2 separate regions of the Mus musculus genome follow, and region 2 is linked to region 1. The links are chromatin contacts, called in public HiChIP or PLAC-seq maps. All regions are on one chromosome and are shown on one strand. The core of a region is the stretch at or near the end of the contact, and the rest is flanking DNA. Distances in the headings are between cores, read along the strand shown.

Region 1 (6,636 bases), core at 3,700-6,199:
TATGCTATTTTTTGTTTTAGATAGATGGTTAGCCCTTTCAGTGTAACCTCCTAGAATTATTCTCTTCCTTTTTCTTACTGTCTACTGATGCAGGTCAAATTTAACACAGTTTAAGGTATATTATGGAGGATCTGCACAGAGAACACATGAGATTTATTATCTCTATTGTCTTATACTTTGGGGGCATCAGTTACATAATCCCTTCCTTAATTCCTACAAATAAAATTACATTATGGATCCTCATGGAGTAGGTCAACAATACAGATTTAGAATGATTGGGAACTAGCCCTTAACATCTTAATAGAGAAGATCCTAAAACAACAACAACAAAACCAACCAACCAACCAACCAAACAAACAAAAATAAACAAAAAAACAAAAAACAAAGAAACCCCCAAAAAACAAGACTGTTGGCTGTTGCTTCTGCATCATCTGCCACCACCTCACCAGTCTGACAGATTCTCTTCTCCCTCCTCTTTTCTTCATCACACCCTCCACTAAGGTCCTCTCTAAGGCCTTGGTAAGTGCTATTAACTGCTTGAGTTGGTCTTGTTAATCTTGGAATATTCTACTTCCTGGTTTCTGTGACTCTAGAGCTCTGTAGCATTTTCCTACTTCTGAGAACTTTTAGCCTTTATTCTTTATCTTATTTATTTATTTATTTATTTATTTATTTATTTATTTTCTTCGTAGTCTTTGTGTGCCCTGTTTAATGTCACACTATTGTGCCTTTTCCAAGCGTTCTATTCATGCTCCCTTTTCTTTCTGCTATACAGATTCTCCTTAGGTTTTTCTGTCTGTACTGATGCCTCTTCAGTAATGTTCTGCAGTCACATAAAAATTACTTGGGCAAGGCATTGTAGCAAACACCTGTAATCAATACTATCAGGTTCAAAATTGAGCTCATTCTCCTTTATCAATGCCAACCATCTTAGTTTTGTTCTACTGGTTAATAGTGTAACTTTATTCCTAAGGGTTGTTCAGAAAGTTGAAGATTATTTTTCTATCTTTCTTTTTTCCACTTTGACCTTTTCACCCAGGTGACACCTGAGTTTGGTTTGTTCTACCTTGACACATACTGTCTCAGTGTGTCGCCTCTTGATTACTACTGTCAAGGATTTCTTCTGATTCCACTCAAGGTCACCAGCATCATCTGTTCTCCCCACTCCCTCAGCATTTTCCCTTCCATGTATACCCTCCTGATTGACAAGGGAATGTGATACCTAGAACACAAACTTCAAACTTTCCTTTCCTTGGTTAGGAATCTGCATTTACTCTGATATTTTCAACATAGAAGACTGGATTTCTAGGCTTGTCATGTGGATCCCTTCTTTTATCATTAAAGAATTTAAGACTTTCCCACTGTAGTCTGGTTCTTTCATTTTGAGAAGTCTGATCCTTCTACCTGAGTTGTTTTTGTCCTATTCTTCTTACCAAGCCCTTCACCCAACTACTATTGTTCCTTCAAAAAGCCAGTTCAGAGTTTCATTCATGACTCTATGGATTCTCTCTTACTTTAGAATCCCCCAACCCCTGCACCAGCCTTTTATCACAGTTCTTTGCACACGACTTCTTGAACTAGACAGGAGATTCTCTATGTGTAGCAAAAAGTTGTGTATTTCATCCATCTTTGCAAGTTTAGTGCCTGACATTTTATGGATGTTAATAACTGTCTCAGCTAATCCAATGAATAATTCAGCTGTGGAAGTCAGCCTCAGAAATGACCTGCATTGAGCTATGTCTCTTGTAACACATACCCTCTCTATTCTCCTCCCACACAGCACCAAGGTTGGCAGCTCAGACTGCCATGCTGTGATTAGATCTAGAAAGAGGTCTGTGTGGTAAGGAACTTTATGTAGACTCTGCACAGTGGCCCGCAAGGCACTGAGGCAGAGTGAAGATGTGAATAGCTTCTCTACCATGAGCAAGTCTAAAAGGGCTCCAGCTGAGGCTGCATGTAAATTCGGTTTCCCAGAGATCATCAGCCATAGCTACCTGAAGTGCTCTTGACTCCTGGAATTCTTTTTTTTTTTAATTAATTAATTAATTCAGTGTGTGCATGTTTACACATGCACATGTACAGTACAGTATGAATGAAAGTTCCAAGACAATTTGCTGGAATCAGCTCTGCCCTTGCCTAATGTGTGTTCTAAAGACTGAAGTCAGGTTGTTCAGCTAAATGGCATGTACGGAGCCATCTCCCAGATCTTTTTTTTTCCTTTTCTTCAGCAAACTCCTCAGTGTTCCATTTCATTTTTAAGAATTTAATATAGGATCTTACTGAATTTCCCAGGATGAGGCTGAATTCAATTTCTACAGCACAGACTTGGCCTTGGCCTTACAATCCTGACCCTCCTACCTTACCTCCCAGGTCGCTGAGATCACTGGCGTGTAGTAACAAGCCTTACTTGGTCTAGGATTTCCCACCTTTAGAGACTGTGCATTCATTTGAAGTTGTTACACATTGAGGGCAGCTCTGGATGGCTAACATGCAAGCCATGATGAAACGCATGCTTTACCATCTCCAGGGCCCCTCTGATGATCCCACAGAGCAAATTGCAGTAGCACAGTGCAGATCGCCCAGCAGGCAGCTCTTCGACGAACTCTGCCAGAGGATTCTTGTGTAGAATCAGGGAAAATTCATTTCTGCTTGAATTGTGGCAGGTCACACTTGGTGTAATTCCCAAGTACATCTTAAAAGCAACCTGATAAACAGAAAGAAAATTATAGCACTTAGTCTCAACAGAAGCTTATTCAGACAAGCCAATAGCATCACAGCAGTGGTGAGCTTGCCAAGCTGAGCAGGCAGTCAGGATGTCTGGGCTCACAGTTATCTTTGCAGTTTACTGACCTTATGCCATGTGCGGCTTTTAAATTATTTTTTTTTTATTTTTATAGACTATCCTAAAGTGCTGATGTTCGTGGAACAATACAGTTTGTAAAATATATTATTTCTAGCCAGACATGGTCGCACACCCCAGCCTTTGGGAGGCAAAGGCAGGTAGATTTCTGTGACTTCAAGGCCAGCCTGGTCTACAGAGTTCCAGGAGTCAGGTCTGTTACACAGAGGTCGTTGTCTCAAAAACCAAACCAAGTCAAACTAAAGCAATCCAAACAGACAAACAAAATGATTTCCAGTAACCCTCATAGAAAACACATAGGCTTTAGGATGTTGAGAATCAAAAATATCATTAATCATCAACACAGCAGCATGAAATATGCCACACGGATCATAGTAAAACATAGAATTTAGAGTTAAAGTGACCCTGGGCACATGTTCCACGACAGGGGATCACTGGTCTAAGGAGGGTATGCTTTGGGCAGTCTAGGCCCCAGAACATGTTTTTGAACATACAAAATTATCATAATCATACTGTAGACGTCAACTCTTCGAGGAGGAGCAAGAGAAAGTGGTGGGGACAACATTAATGTGTGATAATTGAGTTTTCAAAAGTGGCTGTTGTGGTACAGGGCTCAAAAGTCCCTACAACCTAGAAACAAGAAACCTTAGCCTCCTTCACTCTCCTTTTTCTTCGTTTGTTTTCAAGCTGTGCTTAAGCAGTTTAGGACTCACTTCGTTTTGAAACATTATTTCACATTTGTTTGCTTGCTAGCTTGTCTATGCCTGTGTGGATGGCATAAGGTCAGAGAACAACTAGAAGCTGGGTCTCCCCTTGTACTGTGTGGGTTTGAGGCTAGTGGTCAGGTAGTCAGGCTTAGAGAAAAACACCTTTACCCATACAGCCATCTTGCTGGCCCCTCTATTTCTTCTAAGCCATAACTCTCACAAATGTATAATCTGCTCTTTAGAGAAGCACGAATATAACAGCAAAGACTGTAGCCTTTTACTTGCTTGACTCCTAATCCAAGGCCTTTCACAAAACACCTAGGCGAAGCTTCTTACACTTATTCATGGAAATCTGACAACTGGATGTGCTGCCGTCATTCAGAGGTGTGAATTAACTTAATGTTTAAATTAAGAGCAGTGTAGGAGAGAAATGGAAGCAATTTTCTTAAATCATTTATAATGTGAAGTACAAAAATGTTCATTCATGTGCTCATTGGTTGATTGAATAGACAGGAGGACTGCCTATCTTGAACAATCCTACTACGTTGCAAATTCAGTAGCTACCTGCAAATCAAACTTCTGAGTGAGTTTCTAATCTACACGTGACACTATGTTCAGTCCTAGAAAACAACCTGGAGTCAGCTAGCATTTGCTAAGTGAACAGAGTGAAACATGTTCTGGTATGAAACACCATGCCGAGGTTCAGCGATGGTCCATATGACCAAGTGGTGGGTGGTTTGGAGCCCCGAAGATATCCTAACTCAGGTTTGGCATCTGTTTTAGAAAGATTTTCTTTGTGACTTCCCCTCCCACCAAAAAGAAAAAGAAAAACAAAACCTATCATGATGTGAATCAAGACGTTACATGAAGAGAAACGAGGATGCCTCCTTTTCTCTAAAGCCCCTGTAGTTATTAGACTTCTCACACAAATTCTAAAAACCCCACCCCATATGTTTCAGGTCTCTAATGAAGAAAACCCTTTTAGGAAGTCAGAACTCCTGTCTACTAAATCTTAGGGCACAGAGCAAGAGAAGAAACCGATCATGAAACACTGGGTCTGGAGACTGGCTTTGGCTACCAGTCAGTGGCTGAAACACATTTCTAGAAGCACTGAGCCCCCCACTGGACAATTTCTATACTTATAATTTGTATGAGCATTTTCGATTTGGAATCAAAAGCACGTGCAAAGACTATTAAAAGGAACTTGCGTTTACTTTTCAGCTTCTTTGGCTACCCTCAAGTGTCAGCAACCACCAGTAGGAGGCATTATCTGAACGTTGTTGGGAAATAAAGCATTCCTGGGGAATGACATTGTTTCCTTATCTGGCTCGATGCAGACTGAGCAGGATTGCTGTTTTGAAAGAGCTCCACCCTCAGCCTCAGCCACAGTTGCTGTGCTAAAACCAAGGCAAACGTCTTTCCCTCTTCGCGTGTGTGTGTGTGTGTGTGTGTGTGTCTCCAACATGGATGCCTTTCAGAGCATCTTAAAATTCTTTCTTAACCAAAAAACTGCTATTGGCTACAGCTTCATGGCTTTGCTCACCGTGGGTAGCGAACGTCTCTTCTCGCTGGTGGCATTTAAGTGCCCCTGCAGCGTTGAGAATACTGCCTATGGGCTGGTTTTTCTCTTCGCCCCTGCCTGGGTGTTACTGATCCTTGGCTTCTTTCTGAATAACAAGGCATGGAGACTCTTCACTGGCTGCTGTATGAACCCAAAAAAAATATTTCCCAGGAGACGCTGCTGCCGCTTCTTCTACGTCCTGGGCCATATCATACTGAGTTCACTGGTGGCTCCGGTGATGTGGCTCTCTGTGGCTTTGCTTAATGGGACGTTTTATGAATGTGCTATGAGCGGGACAAGAAGCACAAGGCTCCTGGAGATGATTTGCAAGGGCAAGCCCAAAGAGTGCTGGGAAGAACTGCACAAAGTCTCCTGTGGTAAAAGTAGCATGGCCGCTATGGAGAGTGAAGAAGTGAGGCTATCCCTGCAGGCCCAGTCTCAGGTAAGGACAAACATGCCTTTTGCTCCTAGTGGGAACTTCTCTGGCTTCCTTTCATCCGTCAGAGTCTGAGTCTTGCCAGGATACTTTTGACACTAAGTGGAAATTGGAACATGATGTAGCATTAAGAGAATCTCAGGAAAAGCTTTTTAGGGACAAGATGGCTCAGTAAAATTGCTGATTGGATTGTGTAGTCTCCATTTCCAAAGAGAAAATATCCTCTGGGTTATGCATATGTAAATACTTAAGTGCTCAAAACTCTCTCTCTCTCTCTGGGTTGACTCTAAATAATGCAGAACACAATGTCATCCACTGAGTGCTAAACCTGAGCTGTAATTAAGCACTACTGTCTCCTATCAATTATTTATTTTCAAGCCGATGTCTCAGAAAACACAGACACATCTTATTCATCCACTGAAATAGAGCTGAGCCAAATCAGTGACCACTTTTCAAAGTCTCTTGGGGTATAATTAGCATAGAGATTTCCTTGAGTAACCACAGTGGTAACTGGTATTTCTATGCATGAGTGCTGTCAAGATTGAGAGTTCCCCGAATAAGATGGGACTGATCAGTCTTTAAATGGTCTTTGGTAAAGTGTGACCACATTCCCTGGGGCAGTTTATGGCTTTTGCTCTCTGTGCTGTATGACTAAGTCAATTCTCATGCTACTTTAGAAGCTCAGAATTTGGAGAATTGTTTTCCTTGTGGGCAGTAATTTCCAGCTTCAACTAATCAATACAATGAAGGAACTTGTTACCTTGCCAAGTATTTGAACACAGATCCAGGTGCCTAGTCCTAGCCTAGCCTTGCAGTGAAGCTCATTTCTTATTTCGGGGGCCAAAAGAGGTAGGAGTAAATTAAAAGAGCCATCCTTTCTCAGGAATAGTGTTGGTTTCTGGATAAATGCACAGGCACATACTAATTTTACTGTTTTTGCAAGGGCTTGCCCTTACAGCAAACACATTAAAGCAAAGTTGGCTTCTACAATATAGGATGGTTACTAGTAAGGTTATATTCTCCATAAGCTATTAAATCAAAGAGTTTCCCTAAATAAACTCCTTTGTTTAGT
Region 2 (6,624 bases), core at 1,461-3,960, 200 kb before region 1:
CAGGGAAAGTAACTTAAAAAGTCCTTCCCCAGTTCCCATCTAAAGACTGCGAGGGAAGATGCTGTCTCCTCCAACCTTGTCTTTTCCATCTTACAAAGAGAGCTGGAGTTTAGAGTGCCTTGCCCCGTGTCTCACCTGCTGACCTGTCACTGCTGCCTCTAGTGACTGCTTCTGTATGAATATTGAGCTACAGTTAAGTTTTATCTCATGGTTCATAAAAATTGTCAGTGTTTCTAACTAGGTAGGAGAGGTGAACGTAGGGCTGGCAAGATGGCTTTGTGGATAAAAGTGCTTGCTGCACGAGACCGGTGACCCGAGGTTAACCTCCGAAACCCATGAATAAAGCATTTCTGATTAAAAACAACATTAATGAAAAGCTGTTTATTCTTTGTACTATATCATTTTTATTTATGTGTGTGCCTGCTTGTCTGTTTGTACGCGTGCATGTCACTGCCCATGTCGGCCAGAAGACGGCCTGTGAAGCTGGATTATAAATGCTTGTGAGCCACTAGAAATGGCTGCCAGGAAGCAAACCGGAGTCCTCTGCAAGTGCAACGAGTGCTTCGAACTACTGAGCTTTCTTTCTAGCTCGTGTTCCTTCTTTCATCGCTACATGCACTAAAAAAGCATAGAACTTAATGACACCAGCACTAGTTGGGGGTGGAGGGGGTCATATCCTAAGGACCTGTACCAATGTTTATCACTGTTTATACTGTTTGTTGCCAGTGGAAAAATACCTGTGAATCAACGTTTCCAGTTATGCTAACAGTGTCGCCACTGGTGTAAGTCTTTTTCTTAAGGGGCTTAAAATAGCCTTCCGAAACAAACATCGTGGAATCTGTGAGTGCTGCTTTATGTCCTGCAACAGTGTGGTGCTTTGAAAGGAGTAGTCAGATGTACATACCTGTAATACTGGCACTTAGGGAGCTAGAAGCAGGAGGATCAAGAGTTGGAGATCTGCCTGGGCTACACACCTGGTGACACCCTGTCTTGAAAGACAAACTAGTTAACAGGAATACTCAAAATACAAGTCTGTGACTGAAATAATATCTAAACACCTAAAATATTGCACAACTTGAGTTTCAAGAAAGAGTTTTCTCATCCATACCTTAATACATTACCGGTATTAAGGTATGGATGCTATATTGTTCAGGAAAATGAAGAACCAAATATTTTTAGTCAAGTAAGCAAATGTACCAAATTTTCTGTTAAATCAAAAATTTCTGTTAAGTAACTGGGTAGTCTGAGGCAGGTCGTGCTGACTATAATTACTTCTGGTCCCAGAGATGTGAGAGAAACCCTGCTTTCTTTTGCAAGTGGACCATCTCTGGTGGTCTCTGCCTTTTTCCTGTCCTAGAGGTAGTCGGAATGTGCCACCATTCCCTTTATTTTCAGCTTTAATCTGACAAAGGTATTGTCCTTCTGAGGAGACAGCGCCACTCACTTGCCGCAGGTTAACATGGCGTCGTTCTGCTTTATCTTTGGAAATTAGACCCTGATGTCACTTGTGAAAACAGCTGGTTCGTTCCTGCAGCCCTGGGCCTGCTCCATTCCCTTGCATTTGTTTTTCTTCCTCCATTTCAGATCCTAATTTCCTTCCTACCTTTGATACAGTCCTTATATAAGATTTATGCTATGTATGTACATATTTATTGTATACCTTGTGCATAGCTCAGCTGCCTGTGCATTGCTTTAGAGCCCAGGCTGGCTTTGAACTCCAGCTCCTCCTCCCTCGGCCCCCAAGAGCTGGAGTCACAGGTTGTACCACCACACCCAACTCCCCTAGTTACTCTCTGTGCAGCCTCAAAACCAGTTCAGATAGTCTCTCATCTGCTGGCTAAAAAGGAAAAAAGAATCATTTTTGGTCTGCTCAGTTCATGTTGTTCTGTGAATAAAAGTGAAATGCTTCATCATTGCCCAACTGTACATTCACCCAGACAGCATAGAGCTTTTTATTCACATTTATTTATTTGTTTGTTTATTTATTTATTTATTATTTATTTATTTATTTTTGGTGCAGACGAGAAATATAACAGTAACATTATCTTTCCTTTGAGCACACAGGAGAAGACAAAGGACTAATATCCTCGTTTAGTTGATAGCAGTTCTAGTCCTTACACGGGTTAAGAAGATAATGCCAAGTGTTACTTACTTACTACAGCAAGAAATATCAGTAGGACAGTTACATTTGTCTTTTGGAAACCACTTTTACAAGACATAGCAACAGTTTTCAAAAAGTCTTCAGACTTCAGAGATCATTGTGCGGATTGAACTTCTAAGAATACAGCTATACATGAAGAGACACCAGAACAAGTTAATCTAGTAGTGAGTGTTCCCAGGAGTCTTCATACTGCAACTGACAGAAATTCAAATGTTTGCACTTGTTCTCAATGATCAGTAAAAGGCAGGCTTGTAAACATCAATCCTGCCAGTGAGCTGACAGGGGGGACTAGGATCGAGCGCAGTGGAATGAGGAGTGCACACCATTGATCTCCCCAGGCAAGGCTCACTCAGACTTACATCTGTTTACTAACATCTACTGGTGGAGTTGAAAATTAGAACAAACTAAGGAATATCCTCCAAGCGTCTCTTTTTAAATCCCAACCCACTTGATCCCTTCCCCCACCTCCTTGCACTGGAATGTGCTTCAGGGACCCCTGCCCCCAACCCTGCTCCCTCCATGTGTCAATCATCTCAGCAGACCTAGAAAAACTCACTCTGCAACAGGCTCTTCCCTCTAGTCCTCCTCTTAAAATTCCCAGCCTCCAACGAAGGTATCCAGACCTACGAGCTTTGGAGAAGCTTTCAACAAGGTCTTTCAATCAGAAAGGGAATGCCTGAGGGCTGCAGCGGCAGAAGCCACAACAGCGCTGTTGCAAATTCAATGGAGCATGTCCTGCAAATCCAGACCCCTCACATCCCCACATCCCTGAGAAGAGGCTTGGGGTCTCCCTCCCACAATGCACTCTACAGCCTGCTTCCTTCTTTGTTAGGATGGAAACATGGAAGGACATTCAAAACCTGACAGGTAAGGGCCAAGATCAGGCAAACAACAAAGATGTCGCACATTGTTGCTCTCTGGTCATTTCTACAGGCTGAGGCCCACAAAAGAACTGCTGTCCTTTAGAAACGTGGGCTAGGTGCATTCATTCACAGACTGCTCAGGGCAGGCACAGGGTCTGTCATTGAGACTCTTCTTTCTCTTCTCTCAGATTCCCAAACTAGAGCTTAAAGACACAGCACCTAGTAGAATGGAGGGAAGAGTGGAGGTGGTCTCCCTTGCTATGAGAAGGGTGGAATAGTCAGGGCAGTGAGAGATTTGGAGTCTACTTTACAGTACCTTTCCCAGCCTGCATACAACCAAGGGGAGAGCAAATAAAAAGCCTGCTGTCTTTTGTTTTTTCTGTCTCTGGGCTGTAACTGCCTTAAAAAGAAAAGGGGTTGGGGGGAGGTGAAAAGAGAAGAGCCAAAGAGAAAAAGGTATAGCAAGGCCTGTGGGCCACAAACAATTTCTAACTACCCAAACCTAGGCAACTTTGACTTAACCAGAGTGGGTGTGAACACAGGAAGAGGAGTAGTTACCTATCAAAGGTGCCTGGATAAGGAATAATTTGTTGGTTAGGGCTCAGAACTAACCACTGGAAGGGAGCCACTTCAGCTTTGCTTTGGGCACTGCCACGTGAGACTACAGATCCTGCCCAGCAGCTAATTGAGCCATGGGAACTGGTACAGCAGGGGGTATCTGTGTGCTGCCTAGGAACTTAGGTCCTTAGATAGTTCCTGAGGAACCACTTGGGCCTGTGCAAAGCTCAACCAGGAGAGAACTAGTGGGCAATTGCACAAGCTTCCATACTCACCAGTAGCTGATCACAATGCACAGCAACCAACGGTACAAGACCAATGAGGTGACAGAAAACATTCCTCGCCTGTTACTTCACTCATACCCACCAGCCACCTGCTTGTTGTAGAGATAACAAGCAGGGTAAAAGGCAAAGGCCCAGGAAGACAGCTAGGATCAGTTGGCAATAGCCTGGAATGTCCTGTTGGGCTAATGGCTGGGTTGGGGTACAGTTCCATCTTGCAGTGGTGAAACTCACGGTTCTTCACAGTACATAGATATCGGGAACACAGCAGAAAGTATGAAGCCTGGCTAGTTCTTGGTAAGAATGTGTCAAGCTTTCTTGTGGCAGAGAACCACTTAAAAAAAAAAATGAAAAAAAGATCATGTCACAGACAGGGACCAAGCCATGCAAAGAACGAAGTACAGACTACAGCACGTGACTTGGCATAGAAGCAGTTTGAAGGCCATGCACTTGGAACACCATTATATATATATATGCAGAACATCGTGATGGCCCAGAGAAAGAAGAGCAAAGACTTGAAAGCCACAATCTTGAAACTACTGGAGACTTAGAAGAACCAATGAACACAATCCAACAGGAAGAGAAAGCAGACAGAAGGCTGCATGCTGCTGGCCAAGCTGAGGAGGTGGTAAGGACTCCTCTGCAAGAGCTTCTCACGAGGGCAGAGCTTAGCCAGACTGGAACCTGAAGGACCTGGGACTCTCCACTGGCTGCCTTGGTGGGACTCGAACTCCACGGCGTGGCCCATCGCCCATCAGATAGTATTGTAGGGGATTGGACCACAGCTCCCCTTTGATAATTTCAGCTATTCTGTCGAATTCTAGGAGGCTGTGGTCTGAGAACCAGTTGAAGAAACTGGGAATCGTGTTCCCCTCCCTATTCCTGTGGATGTGGGCCTGGGGTTCCTGACCCCGGTGCCAGCGGATTGGCGTAGAGAGTGACACCACTCGACCTGAGGATCTGCGCTCATATTCTTTGACCAGCCCCTCATTTCGAAAGTAGGGGTTGCTTTGAAAGATGAACTTAAATTTGCACCCTACTCTTGGCTGCTTAAGCTCCTCCACCTCTAAATTGATCATGTACCTCATCATGTCTTCATCTTGGCCACTAATCATTGGTGACAGCTGGGGGTGGTTCCGAAAAGCGGTGACCCAGAAACCTGGGATGTTTTGGATGATGAAACTTCTGCGCTGCATGTGGAGCCTTCTCATCCGCCCAAATTTGCGTTCCAGCTGGAGGAAGGCCCTGTCAGCCTGCGCATTTACATTTGACAGCTCTTGATCGATGGCCTCCAGCGAGTCCATGCAATTGATCTTCGGAGCTCTGGGTCGAGTCTCCTCTTTCCCTCCTCCAGCTACCTTTTTTTCCTTCTGTAACCCCTTCTTTTCCTGCATTGCCGCTCCTGCTTCTCCCTCCTTGCCGGTGGCCACAGAGATGGCGCACTTGGTAGTCGTCATTTCCTTGGTCTTCTTCGGCCCCGGCATCTGCTGAGACCCCAGGCCCACCGCACCACAGGCTTCCAGGGCTTTCGGTTTAGCAGGGCTGTGAGGCCCTTCAAGCTGACAGCCATTTTTACTGCTGTCGTCGGCTGCCACAGGGGCTGAGGGTGCGTCCCCGCCCTTTGATGGAGACGGAGCATCCTCCAGACCTCTCGCTGCCGCAGCACAACTATTCTCAGCCACTCGGAAGCAGAGCTCGGGGCCGCAGTGCTCGGAATCCGGAGACGCGCCTCCATCCGCACCGGCCTCACCTGCAGCCTCCATCTCCCGCACTGTGTCGGTTTCCTCTTGGAGCCCCTGGTCCTGCTTCAGATCCAGATCTTCGGAGGCATGGGAGGGGGTCGTGGTGTTAGCGAGAGATAGCTCGTTGTTCCCTTCCACGCCGTTCATTTTGGCAGCTGACAGCCCTGCAGAGCTTTCCTTGTCCTCTGCAGACGCAGCGCAAAACCGCAGTGAGTGCTTAGCTCCACCCCTTTTCCTTCTGGGCTGGTGCTACCATGGCAACCTGTGACGTCAGGATACCAGCTGCAACTAACCGTAGCGCGAGAACTGGCAATCCAGGTAATTTTGTCGATCAAGTGTGTTCTTTTTGTCTTTTTAAATGATGCTGTAAATTTAATCTCATCTGGGAAATTGAGTACATAAATGGATGTCGAATTATATTTTACGTCTATTCGTAAGTCTCTAATTAATTTCGACAGTATCTAAACCATGTCTCAAAATAAATTTTAAAATAGAACCTATTGTCTAATAAAGTCAGATTTTATTCATGCTTCCCAGGAATAGAGAAGCGAATTCACCAGCTCACAGGCCCTCCTTATTTCGGACACAGATTCGATTCATAGCGGCTACTGAGGAGCTGCGCAGAATCAGATTTAGGGGGCAAAAAGTGTCGTCGTTGTTTTTACTTTCAAGCAAACAAGACATTCCTAAGGTTAATTTCGATTTCTGCAGAGATTTTGATGTTTGTATACATTGGCCGACATTTACAAAGCAATTGGATATTTCTTCACTTTTAAATAAATAGTAAACCGCGCCTTATTTACAGGTGGCCACAACGCATGCCATATACACAGTTAGCCCCTGAGAATTAGTGAAGGAAATGTAACCTCAGAGGATTCAATTTCTAAAACGATACACATTAATCCTCCTTTGCCTTGGTTTATGATCTTAGGTTCTGCTTCATGCCTGTGGGTATGGAGCCAACTAACATTTGCCCAAATTTGCCTTTGTGAAGGTAGAATCAATCAGGGTTTTTCACA

What was found. HiChIP or PLAC-seq counts read pairs in DNA pulled down with a chosen protein or histone mark.
Region 2: a contact with region 1 is called in an H3K4me3 HiChIP or PLAC-seq map of the SCID.adh cell line, with 11 read pairs. The contact joins the enhancer-like site here to the promoter of Calhm5 in region 1. A contact is called at or near these places in 18 of 39 promoter capture datasets (the C10 cell line, the HPC-7 cell line, the SN4741 cell line and 10 more), 4 of 484 Hi-C or Micro-C datasets (bone marrow-derived macrophages, cardiomyocytes, cerebral cortex and 1 more), 17 of 115 datasets of contacts at active chromatin or transcription factors (the NIH/3T3 cell line, the SCID.adh cell line, bone marrow-derived macrophages and 9 more) and 5 of 9 other capture datasets (adipose tissue, embryonic stem cells, liver and 2 more).

What each region holds. Positions count from the first base shown.
Region 1 is chr10:34,094,832-34,101,467 of GRCm38.p6, reverse strand. It overlaps Calhm5 (calcium homeostasis modulator family member 5), which reads left to right and starts at 4,949. Exons shown (of 2, transcript NM_178908.3): 1 at 4,949-5,570. The coding sequence starts at 5,031. Trappc3l (trafficking protein particle complex 3 like) reads right to left here. Exons shown (of 7, transcript NM_001162937.1): 5 at 2,519-2,704.
Region 2 is chr10:34,296,642-34,303,265 of GRCm38.p6, reverse strand. It overlaps Tspyl4 (TSPY-like 4), which reads right to left and starts at 5,845. Exons shown (of 1, transcript NM_030203.2): 1 at 1,946-5,845. The coding sequence starts at 5,752. The coding sequence ends at 4,532. Gm26564 (a long non-coding RNA gene) reads left to right here and starts at 5,842. Exons shown (of 5, transcript XR_871568.2): 1 at 5,842-5,923. Within about 2 kb of position 2,710, at least 18 of the 459 cell types and tissues checked have an H3K27ac peak or open chromatin away from gene starts, as enhancers often do. A contact at or near this core is called in the SCID.adh cell line, where this site is marked.